2 separate regions of the Danio rerio genome follow, and region 1 is linked to region 2. Evidence: chromatin contacts called from public HiChIP or PLAC-seq data. All regions are on one chromosome and are shown on one strand. Each heading gives the region's core, a stretch centred on a gene start, on an enhancer-like site or on the middle of the called end of the contact. The rest is flanking DNA. Distances are from core to core; before and after follow the strand shown. Region 1 holds the start of htr7 (5-hydroxytryptamine receptor 7). Region 2 holds the start of rpp30 (ribonuclease P/MRP 30 subunit).

Region 1 (5,308 bases), core at 681-3,180, 77 kb after region 2:
TAACCCACTGAAAAGAACAACACACTGAAATACATTTGAAATTCTGAAATAAAAGCTTAAATAATATAAGCATTAAAGTAATATTTGTTATGTTTAGTTAGGAAAAAAAGGGTTCTGTGTGTGTGTGTGTGTGTGTGTGTGTGTGTGTGTGTGTGTGTGTGTGTGTGTGTGTGTGTGTGTGCGTGTGTGTGTGTGCCAAACCAAAATATTCATTCAGATAATAATAATATACAAAATAAAGTTAAACTGCAGTTTCTTTTAGTGGAAATGTACAATTATTTTGATTTAATCAATATAAATGACACAGGTTAATAATATTAATAATAATAATAATAATAATATATTTATATAAAGTTAAAACGTTTTCCTAATTTAGATGTTTCTGTCTTCATTATGCTGCTGCATCTTTGCATTTTACAAGTTATATTATTTATATATTATTTTTGCATTATATATTTTTATTCGGTAGGTGGAAATGTACAAAGCCTATTGAATTATTTAATAATGTAGCATTTAAATAATTATATATATATATATATATATATATATATATATATATATATATATATTATATATTTATATATATATATATATATATATATATATATATATATATATATATATATATATATATATATATATACTACAGACTGAAAAAAAACATATTTATTTATTTATGAACTTGTATTACAATAAAGTTTTGTCTATTTGGTCAGTTTTTATCTTACAGGTCGGAGACTTACCTGTCTATGCTAATGACACACAGTGTCATTATTGAAGCGGTACAGCACATCACATCCATGGCTATAAACACATTGCAGAAAACACGACCGAAGATCCATTGTCCTCCTATGAGATCAGTGATGCTGACAAACGGCATTACAACCACCGCCACAGACAGGTCTGCAACAGCCAGAGAAACGATTAAATAATTAGAAGGTTGCTTCAGTTTCTTCACGAAACACACGGAGATGACCACCAGCAGATTCCCGCAAACTGTCAAAAAAGTGAGCATGGTCAAAACCCCTCCGATGAGCACTTTCTCAACATGTCCGTAGCTCAAAATCGGCACCCCGCATCGGGTCCCATTGTCCATGAAACTTGGAGTCGGCAAAGTTGTAGTGGTGTCGTGGATCTTATTAAGAAAGCTCACGTCCATCACTTCAGATGTCAAACTATTCACGATTGACTGAACGCGATCCTTCGTCAGTGCAGAGATCATGTTGGCTGTTGAGAGCTGTCCTTGGTTCTGAAACAATGTTGCTCTGATTATCCATCAGATATACAATCCCCAGTTAATTACGTGACATTTTATTGCCACAAATATACATTAGTTTTCTCTCTCTCTCTATCTGGGAAAAACGAAGAGCATCCAACACGCAACGAGCCATACAACTTGCCAACGTGAATAGAACGAACCTCGCGCTCTTCGTGGCTTATGTTTTATTGGCGTGTGGACTGTGCGCAATGACGCGAGGTGTTTATGGGAGTGTCCAGAAGATTGACTAGTGCTGAAGTGTCTGCTCTCGGAATGCGGGGTTTTGTGACAGCACGACAATCGTCCTGAGAATGAATGAGACAAGTCATACATGACAATCTCATCTGCGTTATTCATGAAGTAGATTACAGCATCCTTTAATGAGAAACGTGGTTTAGTGTGCAAACAAAAAAGTTATATCAGGCTACTTAGATGTTTTGTTGAATGCGTAAGTAAGTGTGCAACAAGAGGTTAGGTTAGGAGTAGGACATGCAGCTACCAGCAGTTACTTAAATGTCTAGTCATGTGACCATTTAAATCAATACATAAATAATAGACAGTCTACCTGTATATTAATAATCTGTTTGTTGCAGTTACTTATTTCATTTTGAAAAAAAAAAAATGCAAACACTAAAGTGGTAAAAAACGTGATCGCTAATAATGAGTAAATATCAATATTAATAAAACAAGTACAAGTTAAACATTAAATATTTAAATAAAAGAATAAAACATACAGGTTATAAAATAAATATTTTTGTAAAAGCCTACTTGATGCTCAACTTCTGTGTTCTCTTGATCTGCCTTAACCAGTGATTAGCAAATCAAGTATTCAAAATGAAGTATAGCCTTATATTGATGAAACTTCATGAAATAAAGGGAAAGTGGATTAAAACCTGTAACCTATAATTAATAACACTGCATGAGTTAATGCAGGAAATTATTAAAATCTTTTTGAAATCCAGAAAACTTGAATGCTTTAACCCTCTATGGCATTGTGTTGTCATCAGGCAACAAACCAGTTTTTTGGCCCACAAAACCCTCCTTTAAATTAAATTTTTTTTTTTTTTTTTAAATTATACAAAATATATTACAAAAAAAGTCTAATAATAAGTCGGTGACCAATGACATTTGAAGTGGGTGTGGATTTGACCTGTCTTCTGGGGACAAAAGAGCCATTTCTGGGAACAAAGTCTGCTTGAGCACACTGTTAGCAGATAGTAAGATAGGTTAAACTTAATAACATATTTAAATATCTTTATATTAAAATATGTGTGATCTGCATGTATATGTGAAGAAGAATATTTGATTAAGAAAAAAAAAAACACTTGTAATTATCTATATACTAAAATGGTAGTTTTTCATTTGTTGCCTCTGGGCAACATTGTGCAGTTAGACCACTTTTGTAAAAACAATGTCCAGAAATGTACAGTAATTACCATGATATATATTTTTAGTTCTACTGTAAACTATTCTGCGATGCGATGGCGCAATGGGTAGCGCTCTCGCCTCACATGGGTCAGTTGGCATTTCTTTGTGTTCACTCCACGTTTGGGTTTCTTCCAGGTGCTTCAGTTTTCCCACAAGTCCAAAGATATGCGGTACATGAATTGGGTAAGGTAAATTGTCCAAAGTGTATGTGTGTTAATGCAAAAGTGTATTGGGTGTTTCCCAGTGATAGGTTGCAGCTGAAAGGGCATTCGCTGCGTAAAGCACATGCTGGATAAGTTGGTGGTTCATTCCGCTGTGGCAACTCCTGATTAATAAAGGGGCTAAGCCGAAAAGAAAATAAATGAATAATTTTAAACTATTCACAGGAAATGGATGTTGAAACGTTTATGGAGGTATAGAACAGGATTGAGCAGTTAGGCTATTCCTTCTGACAGTGTGCATGATGAGTCACAATATGTTTTCATTTAAAGATACAACTTTAACTTGCAGAAAGTCACAGTTCTGCACTGTTTATCTTTAACTCTAAGTAAACAATCCTGATTAAACTAATTGAATTCTTTAGGCTTGTTTGAAACCTACAAGTAAGTGTGTTTAAGGGAGGGTAGGAACTAAACTCTGCAGGGCAGAGGCCCGTATTCTCCATGTACGAGCGGACGCGGCCATTTTAATCTTTTTGACTGGAGACTTCCGGTCTCATTCACTTCCATTAATTTATAGAAAATGTTGCTTGATGTTGCAAGCTGATATTTTCTTATTACATTATTCTACTTGGTCTGTATAGTCATGCAAACATTTGTTCGTAGAGCAAGTAGTTTGACCGTTTTTTGCCGTTTAGTATTCCTAGTCATTTCTACAATAGGCGACTGAATTGGAAGTTCTAAAGCAATTGCGAAAACAGGCACACTTCGCATTTTAGAATAAGGTCAATACTCTGCAGCACACCAACACACCAGGACCAAGTTTGGGCACCCCTGACCTAAAGCCAAGTGGCAAAAATTTGGCACCCACTTCTTTGAAGTGATGTCATTGAAATAAACAAAACAATTTTCATTTCTTATACCTTGCAGTGACTATTTCTTAAAATAAATGCCATTTATTATGAGGGTATAGCATTTTTGTGAATAAGGCCTCTAAAACAGAAAGAACACTGAGGCAGAGAAAGAGTCTTGGCCTCCAGTCATCATTAACTCATAGAGGTAGAATTTGATGGTATCTTCTGCTTTGCAGAATGACCTCAGCTCACATGATGGGGGGGAATGGCTGTCCCAAAAACCCTGCAGGAGAGAAATAAAGAAGTAAGGCCATGTTTTATTCAAGAGGAAAAAAAAACATTGGATAGCAGGGGACAGAGAGGACAGGTAAGAAAGAGTGAGGGATGAGTGGATAGAGAAAAGGAAGAAACATTTGGAAGCACAGAAAAAGGCAGGAGAATCAGAAGAAAAGGATGACAGAAGAAACATTAAGGACACCATTTAAATGTGTATACTGTAAGTGAAAGGCAGAATTTTTATTCTCAACAGCGTGTGAAACATTGTAATGTGTGCAAATATGCATTAATTTGTTTTTAAGTAAATTATCTGAAATACAAGAAATATAAAATATAGACTATAAAAATATAATTATTGGTTTCATATAATTTTAAAAGTATTTCATAATTATTTGCCAAACAATAGTGCTTTTTAAAAATTTGGTCAAGCTAGACCCCCGTTAAACAAAATCCCAGGATATCTTGCATAATTTTTTACACTGGTCTTTAAAAGCTTTAAACAGAGCCTTCCAAATATTCCAAACTGAAAAAAGGAAATAGGAGACAGAGTGATTCAGAAAAAAAATGCATTTCAAGATACACAAAGGAAAAGTAAATCTTTGCAATCTTTTCTAAAATAAAATTACTGTACAGTTTAAACATTGCTAAACAACATTTCTATCATATTATATTGTAAACTTATTATATTGTTGTTGTTTTATCAAATTTTATGTTCTATGTTTAAACTTTATTGTCGTTTTATTTTAAAGATAGGATTGTGAGGATTTATTTTCTATTCGATACTTTGACTTGTCATTAATATGGGATTTAGAAAGCATGCAAAGTCTTCAATTTAGATTAGGTCACAAAACTGCATGAAGTTGCATTAAAAATGCATTTATTGACATGCAAAGAAACTATACAGTGCATCTGGAAAGTATTCAGAGTGCTCTACTTTTTCCACATCCAAATGTAACGCCTGGCATTTACTCTGAAGAGTTCAATTTTAGTCTCATCAGACCAGATTATTTAGTTTCTTATAGTCTGAGAGTGAGTGTTGAGAGTTATAGTGTGAGAGTGTTGGCAAATTCCAGGCGGGGAGTGGCTTCCGTCTGGCCACTCCACCATACAGACCTTCAGATAGTTGTCCTTCAGTAATGTTCTCTCTCCACAGAAGAACGCTGGGGCTCAGACTGAGTGACCATCGGGTTATTGATCACCTGCCTGACTAAGGCCCTTCTCCCCTGATCACTAAGCTTATGGCTTGTTTCTGGGTGGTACAGTACGTATTTAGTTTTTATTTGAGTTCAAAAACAACATGCAACATAACCCACATGAAGTGCAAACCTCTCATC
Region 2 (5,477 bases), core at 1,944-4,443:
GGTAAGAAAAAATCTCAGCACTTTGTGATGCAATTGTATGTGGTCCTTTACTGACTCAGTACCTGCAGAGAAAAGTTGTAATTAAACAGCAGTGTGTGTGTGGAAAATCCTGTTGAAACATGTGTCGAAAAGTTCTACATGACGGTAATAGTTTGGTTAAAGTGTTTACATGTCAGTACTGCCCTTTAATAATATGACTAAAATCAGCATACTCCAAATCTCTCAATTCAATTAGTTTAATTCAATTATGACTTTACAATTTTAAAGGCAATAAAAAAATAGCTGTTTACATGTTAGACTTTTAATCAAAGTATTGTGTTAATTGTATAAAGGACTATTGGTGTCCATGTAAACATACTCATTGTATGATTTTGAACCAGCTGAAAATAATTGTGTTTATTTTACATGAACAGATGATGTTCACTAAACATGATTTAAATCTTTCTATTTAACTTAAATGAATGCTTTTTTTGTTGAACTTCAAATAGTCATGTTAAATGAACACATATATTTTAAGCTGGTTTAACATCATACAATGTGGTTAAGATCATTTAGTGTAATTACATAAAGCCCCTGTCCAAAATTAAATCATGCTCAGCCAAAGAGCTATTTTTTGAGTGTGACGTATATTATTTACTGACAACAACTACAGTAATATACCAAATACCAGTTTATCTGTCCAAAACTGCTAAAGGTGATAATACACAGGGCAACCTTTAAAGCAGTGTTGCTGAGCGATGTTGCTTGGCTATTTTGTCATTGAGAATGGCCAACAAAACTGTATCTGAATCCATTAAATCAGTTGTCTGCAATATTTTGAAATCCTCTAATCAGAATGCCAGGAGCGAATCATGTTAGAGCCTTTGACCTGTCAGAACAACTCAAACGAAGTGGCAGCCGCTCTGTGGCGATGGAGACAATGGCTTTGAAACAGTGAATACATTTGCAAAGCTATAGGATTATTTGTTTCAAAGCTTTGTTTATTTCATCTCTACTTTACTATCCCTTAAACCATATCATCGGCACAATGTGAAAAGTTGCTTTTAACATAAGAGGCATTTGAAAAAGTTGTTTAAATGTTTATGCTTTATGAAATTCCGCTAGGTGACCATGTACATAGGTATAGATATGGATAAAATGCAATAACTCACCCCATTAACTGGAGCCCTTTTAAAATGGAAGGGCTGTTTTTCCGTCACTGCAATGCAGATAATGTCAACATCAAAAGTCATGCAGGCTGCCTGGCTCAGGTGAGGGAAAAGACAAAGAAAATGTTAATACCACAATAGATTATATGTTTGATAATCAAAATGTATTTTATATATATATATATATATATATATATATATATATATATATATATATATATATATATATATATATATATATATATATAAATATAAATCAAAAATGATAAACTAATTACCCATTATCCAAAATGTAAAGGGTTAGTTCACTAGGGTTAGGCACTTTTTATTATGGATGATGCACTTTATTGGAATTCTTTTGGACTGCTGATAATCAGCTGACATTTACCATTGCAGAGCTGGAAATCCTACATTTTTAAATAACTTCAATTGAATTTGAGTGAAAGGTAAGGCATATAAGATGCCGTGTGGGTGAGTAACTCATTTTCATTTTAGGGTGAACTAAACCTCAACTAAAACTAAAACACAATGTAGAATTGAAACTACACTTACATGAAAGAGCTTTTCAGTTTTGGGGTACACCGCCACAAGGTCAAATTTTTTGTATTCATTAGTAGGTCTCTAAGGAGAATAACACAAACAGTCTCACCATATAATACTGCAGTATATAATACAATATAATGTGTATAATACTTTAGCACAAATTATATTAGAGTTTACGAAGTATAAACTTACAAAATGTGATGCATCAGATGCCACAATGGTCAATCGATTTAGCACTTTGATTGGAGAAGATTTGCCCTATAACAGAAGAAAAAAATTAATTAAAAAGAACACATCATTGTTAATTATCTCGGAAGATATGTTTAAGCTAATTACCTGGACAACTGGAAATTTATCAAATAAGTCTGAAATACTCTGTGGGTTAGGAATTTCCTGTAAAACAAGAAAATAAGAGCATCATACAAACACACACACACGCACGCACAACTCGATAATGCAGTTTAGTTTAACTCCTCTATATTGTACCTGTTTCTTCTGTAGTGGCTCAACTACATAGTTTATTGCAACCGTTGAGTAGCCAACTGAAAATACAGCAAAAAGTATATGAGCATTAGGGGTTTCTCTAAAAGTACAGCATAATCTATGCATTTCTTAGTCTAACTAATCAAAGTTAGCCATCGCCATTACGTACTGGTTATCCTGCTAGGAGCAGTAGACAGCTGGTAAATAGTAATAATCAGCTAATTATGAAAAGTTGAAATACGTTTTCAATTACTAACAACTTTTGATACAAGATTCAACGTAAAAAGGAAATATCAATAAACACTGTATGAACAATTAATAACGTTTCATACTTCGCTTACACACGTGAACACTAACGTTAGAGAATACAACTGTTATTGCGCCGCATTATAGATATAGTCGGAGATTGAGGTAAAGTTGGTTTTATATTCACACATTCGTTCAGTGACATAAATTGCATACACTTCACAAACTGTGAACAATGCTGTACTTTGATAGTTGTTGACTGCTAATATGATTTTACCATTTACAATGAATACTTTTCTGAAACTATATTATTAATGAGAAAGACTGAATGTGCGAATATAAAACCAACTTTCAATTAGTCGGAGCTGGGAATTTCAGCAATGAAACGTCTGACCTCCAAGAGCTGAGAACAGAATAATTAGTGACGTTTTCCTCATCGTTTGACAGATTATCCGTTTAATGTGCCTAATGTGATTTGCTTGTGTCTGTAATATATCCGACATCCTACTCCAAAGCACTGTTCAAACGGCGTTCTACGCGTTATTTTTAAGTCATGTTAGGGGGAAACCAATCCAAATTGTCTGGATCGTAACTGTACTGCTACTTACGGTGAGCAGCTGTCTCTATGATGTGTTTCAGTCTGTTCTTATCACTACTATTGATGATGTTTAAATCCATAAACACAGACATCTTTCTCCTATTGATGGGATTCGGGAAAAGTGTTCACTGGTAAGTTCATATAAGAATACACCGTTTCAACTACTGAACACACACATCCATGGTACAGAGAACCACATGGTAAAATATGATCTCCTTCGTTTGGTGTTTTTTAAGACTGATAGTAAGCAAATGATAGGTACATTACCGTCACCTACTGGACTGGAGTGAGAGCATTAATGGAATAGAAAGTACAAAATCACAAAAAAACTAATTCCTGGTAAACAGACTTATTATTTTAAAACTGTGTAATTTAAACCACAAAAATACGTTGATTTCTCAAACAAGTTCGATCACAAGATAAAGCGTCAACCTATAACTGAGCCTTGTGGGCTAGTTCCGTTTTACTTTTCCTTACATTAGTTTCGACCGTCCTGTCAGTCAACCAGAACCACAGTATATTTTACTTCCTGTTGGAGGTGGAGCTACGTCTGTAGCGTGCTCTCCAATTGGTCGGATTTAAACAGAAGGAGAACCGCGACCACTGGAAAGAAGCATGTAAGCGATGTAAACGGGATAAACAAAAGGAAATAATAACAATAAGGGAAAAGTAAGTGAAATTATCTGAAATGAAAACACACAGGGAATCGTTTTACATTGTTTCATGCTATTAAACAATGTTGATTAGTTTAATGCGATACGAATAAGGTTAACATGTTTTACGAAAGCTAGTTTTAACGCGTTCGGCAACGTTAGTAAGTTATGAGTCGTTGTTCCATTTGTCGCCACCTAACGTAACGTTAAATACATCTTTATTATTACGCAATAACTTTCTTTATTTAAACGTCAAACTTCTTTACAGGTTTGATCAAGATGATGGAATCGTGTTTAAATCACAAGCCTGACCGTGTCGACTCTATAACGGTTGAAGACCTCCGAAAAGATCTTTTCTCCGAGTTCTCCAAATTATCCAGGGTATTTATTATCTCATCTTCTAAAGCAGTCGAATCCGATTTTTGGCCGAAGCTAACATTTCCTGGTGTACATTTCTCTTTCTAACAGGACTCGGTGTCGCTTGAAAAAGAGCATTTGCAGGTCTATCTCCGCGTACGTCCGTTCACCTCAACAGAGAGAGCTGAAGGAGAATCACAGGTGCTTGCACATTTTTGACAAATCTTTGAAAATATTAAGTTATAAGACTTTTCCCCATGTTCATGTTTAAAACCCCTTATTATAACTTTTAAAAACATGTTAAGTTGAATAGCGACGTCATTTATATTTTCCCTTTTGTTGTTTTTGGAACAACATGAGAAATGGTGACATTTATTTATTTGTTTATTTGTTTGTTTGTTTGACAGATTATCCACTTAATTCCCCTTATGTAATATGTTATTATGTGTGTAACTTCATCCAACAGGATTGTATCTCCATTGAGCCTCCAGATACTGTGATTCTGAAGGCACCAAAAGCATCTCTGACTGCCAGACACAGTGAGAGATTTGGACCACAACTGGCACAACGATTTCAGTTCTCACAAGTATGACACCTCTACAGTCATTTATTTGAAATATATTTTAGGAATTATATATAATATAATATATTATAGTATTAAGTATTTTTGAGGTTTAATTTATTCAACATGACATTTAAGCTTAATTCATTTTTAGGTGTACGGTCCCGAAACAACTCAGAAAGAGATTTTTGATGGAACAACCAAAAGTCTTGTTAAAGAAGTTTTGGACGGAGGGAATTCCTTGATTTTTACATATGGAGTTACCAATGCTGGGAAGACATTTACTTTTCTTGGTAAGAATGTTAATATTGACTTTATTCTTCATGTATGACTTTTTGGCTCAAGACTTCTGGTTTCATTCACTCCTATTGATGTTTAGACTGCTTGATGTTGCAAACTTATGTTTCTTATTATATATTCTACTTTTTATATATGAACACACTTGATTGTAGAACAAGTAGTTTGACAATTTTCTGCCGTTAATTATTGTAATTTAGTTGCAATCGCAAAAATGAGCCAACTGCCACATTGCAGAATAAAGTCAATAGTTTTCTGCTTTGTGTATATCTTTTCTAGGGCTGGGCGATTAATCAAAAAGTAATCCAAATCGACATTCAGAACCAAAAATTGATCTAATTTTTCCAGGTCAATTTTTTAAATTACTTTCCCTTCTTCCTGTGTGGAGTCACGTAACCCCGGTTTATTAAGGCTGATTTATACTTCTAAGTCGAACGCACGGGTTTGGTCCGTCACAGCCTTAGTTAAAATGTAACTACACGTCGCACGTTTGCACTACATTGACCATAAGTGGAAGCAATGCCAGAGATGCTTTGAGACGGCATGTTTTCTTTTACAATAACATTATTATTTACATTGAAATTATTGTT

The links. HiChIP or PLAC-seq counts read pairs in DNA pulled down with a chosen protein or histone mark.
Region 1: an H3K4me3 HiChIP or PLAC-seq map of gastrula embryo shows a contact between it and region 2, with 2.5 times the contacts expected there. The contact joins the promoter of htr7 here to the promoter of rpp30 in region 2. A contact is called at or near these places in 2 of 4 datasets of contacts at active chromatin or transcription factors (embryo and gastrula embryo).

The regions. Positions count from the first base shown.
Region 1 is chr12:18,118,221-18,123,528 of GRCz12tu, forward strand. htr7 (5-hydroxytryptamine receptor 7) reads right to left here and starts at 1,931. Exons shown (of 2, transcript XM_003199584.7): 1 at 744-1,931. The coding sequence starts at 1,222.
Region 2 is chr12:18,040,127-18,045,603 of GRCz12tu, forward strand. It overlaps rpp30 (ribonuclease P/MRP 30 subunit), which reads right to left and starts at 3,194. Exons shown (of 11, transcript NM_001013479.1): 1 at 3,029-3,194; 2 at 2,178-2,233; 3 at 2,028-2,084; 4 at 1,884-1,949; 5 at 1,701-1,769; 6 at 1,152-1,241. The coding sequence starts at 3,110. kif20bb (kinesin family member 20Bb) reads left to right here and starts at 3,603. Exons shown (of 31, transcript XM_073918315.1): 1 at 3,603-3,687; 2 at 3,940-4,052; 3 at 4,140-4,229; 4 at 4,495-4,614; 5 at 4,745-4,883. The coding sequence starts at 3,951.